2 separate regions of the Sus scrofa genome follow, and region 2 is linked to region 1. Evidence: chromatin contacts called from public HiChIP or PLAC-seq data. All regions are on one chromosome and are shown on one strand. Each heading gives the region's core, a stretch centred on a gene start, on an enhancer-like site or on the middle of the called end of the contact. The rest is flanking DNA. Distances are from core to core; before and after follow the strand shown. Region 1 overlaps TLK1 (serine/threonine-protein kinase tousled-like 1). Region 2 overlaps METTL8 (methyltransferase-like protein 8).

Region 1 (6,651 bases), core at 3,007-5,506:
TGTTAATAGGCCTTTTTTTAAGCAAGATATTTATATTTCACAGTAGAAATAGGCCATTTCCAATTCTGATACTCATATTATCAGGTCATGAAGATTTCAATTCCCTAAGTCTTAAAGATAAACAGACATTCTTTCTCCCCTCTACACTGACTTAATTAAGTCCAAGTAGTAGTGCCTTGCTTAATTTCCATCTTCTTCATAAAGCTCCCACCAGTCCACAGCTAATTTCTCTTCTCTTTTTTATTAATGGCTGCACCTGTGGCATATGGACGTTCCCAGGCCAGGGAATGAATCTGACCTGCAGCTCCATCAGCACAGGATCCTTTAACTCACTGCCCTGGGCCAGGGATTGAACCTGTACCCCTACAGTGACCTGAGCTGCTGCAGTCGGATTCTTAACACACTACGCCGTGGTGGAAACTATTTTCTCTTCTTTGAATTCCCTTAGTGTTTATTATCATTTTGATAATTAGGAATCAAGGACAGAGAGTATAACTTAAAACTATTTCTCAATTTTGTCTCCAGTTTTCATGTAATGCTGGAAACACGGCTTACTGAAATCCCTTTAGTTGAAATAATTCCTCCTTCACTACTATAATATTAACTTTTGTGTTTGATCAACAAATATTTATTCTATGCCTATCACGTGCCAGACACTTGTCCAGGTTCTAGGGATATAGCTAGCAACAACAAAACTAAATCCCTGCTCTCAAGTAGCTTACCTTCCAGTGAAAGGAAACATAAAATAACTGAAAAAATATATATAATCCCAGATAGTGATAAATGCTATGAAAAACTAAAGCAGTGTAAGGATACTGAGAGAAGGGATGCAGTAAGGCAAGTACTGCTATTTTAGACAGGGAGGCCTAGGGACAGCCTCTCTAATGACCACCTGGAGTGAAATAAAAAGTAAGCCACTCAGCTACTTTGAGGAACATTTCAGGCAGAGGAAATGGCAAGCACAAAAGCCGTGAGATGGGAACGTGCTGGACATGCTGAAGGGGGGCCAGTGTCTCTAAGACATGTAAGTGAGGGAAAGATGAGAGAGATGGGGTGGTGAGGTGGCCAGAGACCAGATCATGCAAGGCCTTCTGAGCCATGGGAAGGACTTCAGGTCTACAATGAGAATGCCCCTTACCCTCAGCAAGGAAATACAGTGCTTAAGCTTTCCAAGGGGAGAAAAAACTTATGTAAAACTGTGAAATACAAATAACTTACTGTGAATTATCTTCATTATTTATTCTTTTGAGCTCTCGGATGTGAAGATTTCTAACTCTTTCCAAACGTTCAAGTTCTGCCTGGATTTCTGCCTCTTCCTGAAAATGAAGAGAGGGGACTATAACAAGCTCAATTTATTTGCGATATAAAAAGATATTTTTACTCATGTACCAATTTTTTTACAGTGATGGGAAGAATAGTATATTATAAAGTACCACTGAGTTAAAAAGACCAAAAAAGTGCTCTTTTCAATGCCTGAAAAGATGGAAAAAAGGTAAGGCAAAAAGCCTATTTTAAGAAACCATCCTCCACATCAAAATCTATACCTAATGAGATGCTGAGTTTTATTCTGTACAAGAGATCTATTTTTATAATGTCTAAACTGAAAATGACTGCAAAGCAGTCTGAACCTGACCTACACAAAATGAGCTGAAAGTTTTATTTCTGGTACATCCAAATTTTAATTTAAGAGGGAATAATTTACTACTACAAAACAAATGAAATGAAGGTTATTTCACGACAGTTAAAAGAGAAAGAAAGGTAGAAGACAGATCCACTGATTATTCTGAGACCTTACAACATTTGGAATATACAAACACACACACACACCCCCCAATGTGACCACTCGCTTTGGATAAATCCCACTACAATCTTTTTTTTTTTTTTTTTGGTCTTTTTTGTCTTTTTAGGGCCACACCCATGGCACATGGAGGTTCCCAGGCTAGGGGTCCATTCGGAGCTGTAGCTGCCAGCCTTTGCCAGAGCCACAGCAATGCCAGATCCAAGCCGCATCTGCGACCTACACCACAGCTCACGGCAACGCCGGATCCTTAACCCACTGAGCGAGGCCAAGGATCGAACCCAAAACCTCATGGTTCCTAGTCAGATTCGTTTCAGCTGCGCCACGACAGGAACTCCCCACTACGATCTTAGAGAGACGCTAAAACAAAAATTTTAAGAATAGCTATGGCAGATCCTAAACAAATTACTTTAATATCCATTTAATGTGAACATTTTGACAAATATTTTTCATGTCTCAAAATATACAAATTTTAGAACATTAAAAAAATTGGACACCAAAACAAAATTACCTATCACACACACCTCTTTGTTAATAATTTAAATACTACTCAAAAGACAAGAATATACCAAATTTCAGTGGAAAGTTCTAGAAATGCTCAATTTTATATTGTTGAATAAATATTTATTATGTGTGAGCTGAAAGTTTTATTTCTGGTATATCCAGAAATAATTTAAATTGCCTTGGTCTAAATATGTACCACTACCGTTATAAATCTATACCACACAGAATAGAGGGTATTTCTGAATACTGTACTTAAGTATTTCTGGTTTTCATTAACACCATCTCTTAATGATTTATCTTCTGATATTTAAAAAATCCTTTCTCTCAAAAAAATTGATCCTGAAATTTACCTTGAAAATATAATGGCTTAAACTTAGTATCATAATGTATATCATAAGCTAAGTATCATAAAAAAACAAATGTTCACAGATTTAAAAACTAGATCTAAATATGTTGTTTGTATTCCACTTGACACTTAAGATTTTTCAATTATTTTATCTGATTTATTTATTTTTGGCTGCGCTATAGCAGTGACCCAAGCTGCTTACAGTAACAACGCAAGATTCTTAACCTGCTGCACCAAAAGAGAACTCCTTATTTCAATCATTTAAAAATAAAACCCAACCACTACTTGTTGCAGAGATATTTAATATAAATTAGACATCGGATGATACATAGAAACCTTCAAAATAAATTTAAGATAAACCTTTCTAAAAATTTTTGAAGTTTTCTAAAACAGATAAATTCTCTGAAATTTCCTCATTTAATGTATCTTCAGTTACAAATATTCCCAATTTTAATAAAAAAAGAAAAAAGATAAAATAATGCTCCAGGAGACCAAAGAGTTGAAGATTAATTATATGGACAAGAAATAGATTAAGAATTTTGGAATAATAAAGTCAAACCACAGCTTAGTTGTCTCAATTTAATTATACAGAATAGAGTAAGAACCTGGCCATACAAGTGTGCCAGTATGAAAAAATTTATTTACATCACCAATATGAAAAAATTTATACCACAGAATACAGAAAGAGGTACCTTTCTGTCATCAGATTACTAACTTTGCTGCCTTAAAACTTGTCGTTAATTTCTTACGTATGTAGGAAGCTACTAAACACTCAGTAAGCTAGTATAACTTTAAATAACCTGACAAATTGTAAAATGCCTATTAGAATACCAGCTGAAATACTTGTTTCAACTTTTCTTTGAAACTGTGGTATGAAGATCCTACTTGAAAAGTGAATTTAGAGAAATGAAATTAACTCATAAATATATAATTATGATTCAACTAGATTGGTAATCTTCAGATGTTTATACAATGACAGTAATCAATATCACTAAATACCCACTAAAGAAATAAATGTCTGTCAGTTAAGCAAGTTTTTATCCTCTATAAAACATGACAAGTATGTCCCATAAGATCTTACAGTACAAAAGCACAGGCAAACTTCAATCATTTTGAATTGTAAAGTTTACAGGAAAAAACCAAAATGCCAGGAGCACAAAAAAAAAAAAAAAAGCTGGATCCTAGAATACCTGTGAAGTGAAGGAACTATTCAAGTCATATATAAATAGACATAAATCCTCCATAGCCATCAGTGAAATATATTTACATTGTCCATACTATAACATAATATTTATACCACAGTATCTTGGACCTTAAAACAAAAGAGAAACACTTCTAGGGAAAGGATGATTCAGCAGTTCTAAGTAACTTCTCTTAAATCCCACTGAGAAAAAGAATACACACTTTTATGATTGAAGGTTTGTGTTCCTTCCAAATTTTTTGTGTCTAAGTCCTAAACCCCAATGTGATGGTATTTGGAGAAGGGGACTTTATAAGATAATCGTTAGATTAGGTCATGAGAATGGAGCCCTAAAGATGGGATTAGTGGCTTTATGAGGAGGAGGAGAAAGAGACCTCCCAACCCTGCCACCTCTTTGTGGGAGTGCAAGGGAAAAAAACCACGGCAGAACTTGAGAAAGCGGGTGTCTACAAACCAGGAAGAGAGCCTCACCAGAAACTAAACTCTACTCGAACTTGATCTTGGACTTGCAGCCTCTAGAACTACAAGAAATAAATTTGCTTTTTTAAGCCACCTAGTTTATGGTATTTTGTTATGGCAGACTAAGCAGATTAATACACATACTTTTAGGCAAACACTAGGGCAATACTGCCTAGTATCCTCTTCTTAGAGAAAGGGGCAGTTTTGGTCTGGCCCCAGCTTACGACAGTCTAGAATATGGTAGTCTCAGCAACTAATTTATCTTTAGAGCGGATCATTTCCAAAGATCTATATACTGTAGGCCATACTGTCTTTTCCTGAAATTGACATTAACCACAGAATACAGAATACAGAAAGAGGTACCTTTCTGTCATCAGACTACTAACTTAATTAATTATTTTCAGAGGGTTGAAGAGAAGCAAGCTTGACCTGGGCTCACAATTGATCTGGATTATTATGGAATGAAGTCCTCAAATGCAAGGCAAATGCAGGCCAAATTACTACAATAAAAGGCAATCCAGACAGCTAGATGATGTTTATTTAGCAAGAACACTAAGCTTCAATCCTTGAGTCATCCTGGAGCAGAGCAGTTAAAACAGAGAAGGTCTAGAAGAAACAAAGAGCATCTCCAGAAAGGAACTGGTCTCTGTAGGCAATTATGGTGTTGAAGGGACATGAGTAAGAAAAGAATCTATTAACTAGAGAGGTAGGTTTGATAATCACATACAATAAAAGGACATGGCTCTTTTCTGATTAAGCCAAAAAAATACAGCAATGGACCTTAACAGTACACATTACAGCTATTTTAGCAGTAATTTGAAATAAGATCTCATATTCTGAATTACATAAATATACACACATAAAATCCAGGTCATAAATATACAACAGATCTCAATACTGCATCATTTAAGTAACCCGCAAAACACACTACCTTCCAAAATTTTTAACTTTAAAAAATTTATATGGAAGGTAAAACCAGTTTGTCCCTCACCAGGTATTTAGCATAGAAATGCTTTCGATTTAAAATCAATCCTTCAGGCAACTTAATATCCATTTAGCTCAACATTCTAGGCCAAGAGTATGTTACAGCAGGTAGAATCTCTGTAAAATAATGGCAGGTTAAAACTACTAGGCAAATTTGGGGTATTTTTGAGCATTTCTCTTAACGACAGCTTTTTCTTTCTTTTTTTCCCTGTTTTTAGGGCCGTGCCTGGGGCATATGGAAAGTGCCAGGCTGGGGGTTGAATTGGAGCTGCAGTTGCTGACCTAAGTGCGGGATCTGAGCCGCACCTGCGACTACGCCACAGCTTGGGGCAACATGGGATCCTTAACCCACTGAGCAAGGCCAGGGATGGAACACACATCCTCATGGATACCAGCGAGGTTTGTAACCCAATGAGCCACAATGGGAACTCCTAAAAGGGCAATTATTAAAGGAAAAAAAAAAAAAGGTGGGGTGTATAGGCATTAAACTATAAAGCTTAGAATTATAAAATGCATTTTCGCATGTAAAACTGATGTGTTTCCTGAAAAAATTAAACATACTAGTTTAAACTTCTTCAGCAAATCTTTAGTGTATGTTACATGTTAGCCCCACCAAAACCCCCTCTATTTGCAAGTGTTGTCTTTCTATAAAGCCAAGACAAGACAGAAAGTATTTTTCTGATGTATCATTCTCAGCTTGCCTATAATCCCTGAGGGTTGGTGAAAGAAAAGAATTCTGTGTAGTATATTATGAAGATGGTAGAAGCAGAGAAAAGCTTATCATTTTCAACTATCCATTCAATAGCACCATAACAACATTAGCTGGTCTGGGAAAACTAGTTCAGAGTAAGGTTTAACACCAAATTCATTTCCATAGTATCAACAATATGATTTCCTCAAGAGTATCTAAAGGTCCACAAATTAAGTTTTAATTTCGTAAACTGTAAATAACATCATTCTAAAAGTTTATTACCAGGAAAATGAAGGGTTAAATTAACAAAAGACGCTATTAAAAGCCAATAGAAAGGGCAATGAAAAAAAAAGAATTAAGGAGAAAATCATTACCAATTTACTTCAAATTTATCCTTATTATATGTCTCCAGGTTTTTCTCTATTACATTCTTTCATCTGTCTTAAATATAAATGAGTCATGAACCATTGGAAATATGAACCAACAAACAAAAAACCACCTAGACAAAGATTTGACTGTAAAGAGATCAGTTTTGAAACTACTGCCCATTATCCTATTTTTGCTTGAGTATGATTATTTAGATTGAGGAGTAGGGCAGGATAAAGAGAAGGGACAAAAATTAAGAAATTAACAAGGTTTTTTTTCCTTTCCTAACTATATATATGCTC
Region 2 (6,651 bases), core at 1,376-3,875, 320 kb after region 1:
TTCATCTGTCGATGGACATTTAAGTTGTTTCCATGTCTTGGCTATTGTGAATAGTGCTGCAATGAACATGCGGGTGCATGTGTCTCTTTTAAGTAGAGTTTTGTCCGGATATAGAAGGCATATATTTATTTTTTAAAGAAACTGCCAAGCTATTATCCAAAGTGGTTACACCATTATATATTCCACCATCAGTGTATGAAAATTCTAATTCTAGCCTGGGAACTTCCATATGCCATGGGTGCGGCCCTAAAAAGGCAAAAGACCAAAAAAAAAAAAAAAAAAAAAAAAGAGGAAAAGAAAAAGAAAAGTTCAGACTATATAAGAAAAAATTCTTGATATCTGAACTCTATTGGGATTCTGAAAACAGTCAATTATTTAAATAGGATATATAATAGAAAGCCATGCTGCAGGATATAGGTTCTACTATGGATCTACAGAGAATTGCTTAGCTCAGTGTTTTTAAACTAAAGTGACAACATGTTTTATGAGTTATAAAATCAACTTAGTCTACCTACACTTAAAAAGATAAACAAAAATGAAACAGAAAAGAATAAATGGAAATTATCAGCACATGTCTCACATGGTAAAACTGTATAGGAAACTTTTATTCCTATTTCATATATGTGCATGTGCTATGTGTTTACACATTGGTCCATGATGTAAATTGTACTTCTTACTGTGGACCATGCCAAAAAGCCCAAAAGCTGCTTGCCTAGCTGATTTTGTCTAATGATAATACAAGTGCTTACCACTTCCTTATAAATTTCAGGGGTTCCCTGAAAAGTTTCTACACACTTAAACTAGGAACAATGTGCAATAAAGAATGATTTTTCCAAGTAACAGTGTAAGTTGCTCAATGTAGACAGATGTCTGGGAAATGTCTCACTAACATTCTGAATATAGTTTCAGGTCAGTGCCCACCAAATTGATAAATGTATAAATGATAAACTAAGTATAATTAAAAGACTACAAGCAGTATACAAAGTGGTTCAGTCACTGTGGAAGAGTTTGGCAGTCCCTCAAAAAGTTAAATATATTGGGAGTTCCCGTCGTGGCACAGTGGTTAACGAATCCGACTAGGAACCATGAGGTTGTGGGTTCGGTCCCTGCCCTTGCTCAGTGGGTTAACAATCCGCCGTTGCCATGAGCTGTGGTGTAGGTTGCAGACGCGGCTCGGATCCCGCGTTGCTGTGGCTCTGGTGTAGGCCGGAGGCTACAGCTCCGATTCGACCCCTAGCCTGGGAACCTCCATATGCCGCGGGAGCGGCCCAAGAAATAGCAAAAAACCAAAAAAAAAAAAAAAAAAAAAGTTAAATATAAAATTACCACATGACTCCACAATTCCATTCCTAGGTATATTTCTTAAAGAGTTGAAAACAAGGACTTAAATAAGTACATGTACACACGTGTTCACAGCAGCTCTATTTACAAGAGCCAAAAGGCAGAAATTGCTTAAATGTCCATCAGTGAATGAATGGATAAACCAACTCTGGTATATATACACAATGGAATATTATTCTGTCATAAAAAGGAATGAAGCATTGATACATGTGTAATGCGGATGGGCTGCCTAGATTTTAGGCTAATTGAAAGAAGCCAGACCCAAGAGATCATACATTGCATGATCTCATTTATACAAAATATCCAGAAGAGGTGACTCTGTAGACACAAAACACAGATTAGTAATTGCCAGGGCTCAGAACTGTACATGAGTATAAACTGCTTAACAGGTAAGGGATTTTGCTTTAGAGTGATAAAAATGTTTTTGAATGAGTTAGAGATGCTGCTTACACAATGTTGTGAATGAAACTAATGTCACCGAATCGTTCACCTTAAAATGGTTAACTTTATGTGAAATTCATTTAAACTATTAAGAATTAAGAGCCCATAGGCAGATGTAAATACTAGCAATACAAATATCCAGATACTTGAGGGCAAATATTATTCAGGATATTAGAAATTTAAAAAAGGGTATTTTTATTTCTTCTCATAAAAATTTTGAAAAAAGGTTCATATATAAATAGTTTTTACTGACTAAACTAGAAGCTAAAGGGAAAGTGAACTATAGACAGTTCTAACGTCTCTGAGAGAAAACATGTGTGCCTTTAAAGAAATATCTTAAAGAATCAAAATTCAGCACAAGAAAACATTATTCTTTATATAAAGGAGGAAATGAAAGAAGAGAGGACTTTTTTTTGGTCTCTTTAGGGCCAAACCCACCCGCATATGGAGGTTTCCAGGCTAGGGGTCAAATTGGAGTTGCAGCCGCTGGCCTATGCCACAGCCACAGCAATACCAGATCTGAGCCGCGTGTGCAACGTACATCACAGCGCACAGCAACACCTGATCCTTAACCCACTGAGTAAGGTCAGGGATCGAACCTGCGTCTCCATGGATACTAGTCAGATTCATTTCCGCCGAGCCATGACGGGAACCCTGAGAGAACTTTTGGACAGAACTTTGGACCTGAATTAAGGGGAAAGTAAACCTGTCCTCTGGTTTTCAGTTTAACTTACATGTCTCCTCCTCAAGCCAAAAAAAAAAGGAGGGGGTGGAGGTAAGGGGGGTGGGGACGCAGGAACGTGATGTGAAGCAATTACATGATGTGAAGCAATTTCCTCCCTCCTCCTTTGGAGGAAATTATTGTTATGATTATTAGAGTGTGTCTTTGAAGTGAGTTCACTGGAGATATCCTGGCACAGGCAGGATAACCTCTTGGAGGGTACGTTATGGAGGAGGATGGATTAAGAGAACAGATCAAGGTTTTTCAAATGGATCAACCGACCCCTAAAGGTCCTCTAAGCTGCTGGAGTGAGGGAGGGGTGGGAGAGGAAAAGGGAGGTAGAGCTGTTGACACCTTAAGCCTCCAGGCCCACTTCACTCAGAGTAGGGTTTTTTTTTAACCTTTTAAATATTGTGATTGTAATGTTAAGACTTCACTTATGAGAAAATTCTGCTCCTAAGGAAAAGCTTGGAAGTTCCTGGTGTGGCTCAGAGGGTTAAGAACCTGACTAGCATCCATGAGGATGTAGATTTGATCCTCACTCAGTGGGTTAAGGATCTGTTGTTGCCTCGAGCTGCGGCACAGGTCACAGATGTGGCTTGGATTTGGCATTACTGTGGCTATGGCGTAGGCCTGTAGCTGCAGCTCCAACTGGACCCCTCGCCTGGAAACTTCTGTATGCCATGGGTGCAGTCCTTAAAAAAATAAAGTTTGAAAACCACTGGACTGGCTCAAGGATTCCTAAACCCGGCTACTCAACAGGTTTACTCAAAGAGCTTTTTCAAATGACAAACTCCTGGGCCATACTTCTAGACCTAGTGAAATAATAACCTTCCAAGGGATTCTTGGGCAGCAGCCCTAACCACAGTGTTTGAGAGGCACTGAGCCAGATGACCCCTGCCTCCCTGAAAGCCTATGACGACAGAACTTAAACGTGCAGGCAGGAACCTTGGGCAAAAGAACTGGTGGTAGCAGATGGAAAAAGAGATGCAGAAACTAACTCTTTAGAGTCTAATGACAAAGAAACAAAAAATAAACAACAACAACAACAACAACAACAAAACCCTGGCAAATGAGGAGCTTGCCTAGGATCAGAAGTTCTTCTGGAGGTTTAACTGCTTGGCATTTGTCTCATAGCCTATTATAACTGTCCAAATTAATGATGATAGGTAAAATGGTTTAATTCAGCAACCTTCAAGAAAGTCTAATGTCAACCACACATGTAATTTAAAATTTTCTAGGAGCCACGTCAAAAAAAGTGAAAATAAATTAATTTTAATAATACATTTTATTTACTTCAATATATGAAAAATGATTTTTAACATTTAATTAAGTTCAAAAACTATTAATGATATATTTTACCTCTTATTTGTATTAAGTCTTCAAAAGATTATAGCACATCTCAATTAAACTAACAAGGTTTCAAGTGCTTAATAATCACATGGGGCTAGTGGCCACCGTATCATATAGTGTAGGACCAATTCATAAAAGGTCAATCTATTTCCTTTTAAAATTGAAATTATGTTGCAGCAAAAACACAAGAAGTCCATGAATCACCTTCCAAGCTTTAGAGGCACTGCTCTCAAAAATAGTCAGTGAAGAATTTTGTCTGCAGATATCATACCCAACCTTACATCTTCAGCCCTCCCTCTCTCTTCCTAGCAGTGGAGTCTTGTGTTCTGGACATTTTTCTCAGAATGTCTTGCTCCCAAAACCTATTAAAAATATTTTAAACTAAATGCACCATCTTTGGAGTTCCCATCATGGTGCAGCGGAAATGAATCCTACTAGGAACTATGAGGTTGCGGGTTCAATCCCTGGCCTCTCTCAGTTCATTAAGGATCCGGCATTGCTGTGGCTGTGGTGTAGGCCAACAGCTATAGCTCTGATTTGACCCCTAGCCTGGGAACCTCCATATGCTGCAGGTGCAGCCCTAAAAAGCAAAAAAAAAAAAGTTAAATGCACCATCTTTATTCCAAAATAGAAAAAAAAAATCAATGTACCTCTTGAATTTTTCTATTTCCATTAGTCATCTAGGATCAAACCTTCAGAATCAAATGTTTCCTTTTCCTTTATTCTACAAAAGCACTAAGTTCTCATTTTTCTTTCTTTGCCATCTCTGTCTCATCAGCCCTTCCTGACTCCTAGTTCCACCCACTGATCTGCCCAGTATACTATTACCTAAATACTTACACTTAATATAACATGTATAACAAATGCCATTTCTCTTCAGGGGCTCTCTAATACCTCTCACTGAAGCTGCAAATTTAAGACCACACACTATCTTGCTCCTGCCCCCACATGGCCTTTATCATCCCAACCTTACTATTTACCAACCCCCTGGGAGAGCCTTTATTTTAGGCAAAACATCCTGTTCTGAATATGCCTTACACTCTCTCATCTCTAGGTGGTATGACTCTCTATCCACCTAGAATGACCTCAGTCCAGCATCATCATCTATCTAAGTCATTATTCCGCAAATACTTATGTGTCAGGCACTATACTAGGTACCAGACACGTTTCCATTTCCCCACTTAATTCTTCCTTTATATGCCAATTATACCTCAATAAAGTGAAACTAAAAATAACACAATTTAAAAAAATCTTCCTATGCCAAAACAGAAATGGTTTTGTATTGCTGAGTTGTTCTTACAGAGACTCAAGCCTGAAAAGAACACACTGGGCCTTTATAATTTACTCCCTTATATTGATAATCACCAATTTTCCCTATAAATATCCATTTATCTTTACAAATAGCAGGTGGAATTCCTAAAAGCATGGATTAAGGTCAAACCAATGCATTCTCCCTGGTTCTCAGTAAGCAGCAGGTACAGGTACACATTTGCTGGTAAGTACTGGCAAGAGGGAAGAGTCTGTGGGGCTGGAGGAGGGCTGTACCTAGAAAAGAGGCCCCCTTGCTGATATGCTGCCAAATCAGCATCAGAGATGAGTGGAAAAGGGCCTGCAAAAACCCTAAAGCTGAGGAAAGCACTTGGGAACCTTCACTTTTCCAATTCTATTTGCAAAGAAATTCAGAACTGGCAACACTTAAGTTAGGGTCAGTTACCCTGGCTTCTGAACCTCAACAATGTAAGTTAAGTGTTTGGTTTTAAAAACCCTTTTCAGGCACTAAGTGAAAATAGTAACACTGGTGATGCTTAATGTACCAACATAATATCAGACCTAGAAAGATAACTCACCACATGTTGTGTTCAAAAACTTTAGCTGGGTCAGTTAAAATCCTTGATCCCAGAGGGGCCGCTGGGTGATAATGACTTTGGTACCTGTGCGGCAGCTTTCTTATTCTTCGACAGGAAATATAATTTCTCCACATCACACTCAGTACCTGGAAAGTTACAATGATTAATTGGTCAATATAGATTACACAGTATAATGTTTATCTAATAGCTAAAAACAGGTATAAAAAGGTTTATAAAGCTGAGAAAGGACATGAAAACTAAAAATTTTTAAATGAAAGATGGGCATGATAGCTTCTCTCCTACAGCATTTTTTTTTTTTTTCTTTTTATAGTCACACCTGTGGCATATGGAAGTTCCTGGGCTGGGGTCAAATCGGAGCTGTAGCTGCTGGCCCACATCACAGCCACAGCGATGCCAGATCTGAGCTGCTCTGTAACCTACACTGCATCTCACAGCAATGCAGGATTCTTAACCCACTGAGTAAGGCCAGGGATCGAACCATATCCTCATGGGTACTGGTTGGGTTTGTTACCGCTGAGCCACAACGAGAACTCCTCCTATAGCATTTTTCAGGCCAAGAGAAGGGAAAAGAATATCTGGAGTGTGAAACCCTGGCTGGCATTCTTTATTAGTCACAGTCTTGACCAACTTTGCTTTGTTTGGAATTTGCTTATATAATTTTTAGCAATGGTCAAAGCATGTAAGCCCAGAAATCTGGACTTTGTATATTAAAAAGCTCTGTAAAGTGATTTTATTATTTTGTTTTGGGAATTCTAGGCAAACATAGTTCTGGGATTACATGATAACTACTAGACCCAAAAACCCAATAGGAGCAGAATAAGAAAACGAATGTATTAGATCTCATTCTTTGGGCTAAGCTGAATAATATGAAAATTATTCAAATAAATAAGTAAATACTGTATTAAGATATGATCTTAGCAATTCTTA

What was found. HiChIP or PLAC-seq counts read pairs in DNA pulled down with a chosen protein or histone mark.
Region 2: a contact with region 1 is called in an H3K27ac HiChIP or PLAC-seq map of alveolar macrophages. The contact joins two enhancer-like sites. A contact is called at or near these places in 1 of 47 Hi-C or Micro-C datasets (epiblast stem cells) and 1 of 2 datasets of contacts at active chromatin or transcription factors (alveolar macrophages).

What each region holds. Positions count from the first base shown.
Region 1 is chr15:77,190,190-77,196,840 of Sscrofa11.1, forward strand. TLK1 (serine/threonine-protein kinase tousled-like 1) reads right to left here. Exons shown (of 21, transcript XM_001927890.6): 13 at 1,219-1,316. Among named protein-coding and RNA genes, the nearest start is that of GORASP2, 94 kb to the left of the region's middle. Within about 2 kb of position 4,257, at least 2 of the 83 cell types and tissues checked have an H3K27ac peak or open chromatin away from gene starts, as enhancers often do. A contact at or near this core is called in alveolar macrophages, where this site is marked.
Region 2 is chr15:77,516,571-77,523,221 of Sscrofa11.1, forward strand. METTL8 (methyltransferase-like protein 8) reads right to left here. Exons shown (of 12, transcript XM_001925591.5): 4 at 5,704-5,849. Among named protein-coding and RNA genes, the nearest start is that of METTL8, 45 kb to the right of the region's middle. Within about 2 kb of position 2,626, at least 3 of the 83 cell types and tissues checked have an H3K27ac peak or open chromatin away from gene starts, as enhancers often do. A contact at or near this core is called in alveolar macrophages, where this site is marked.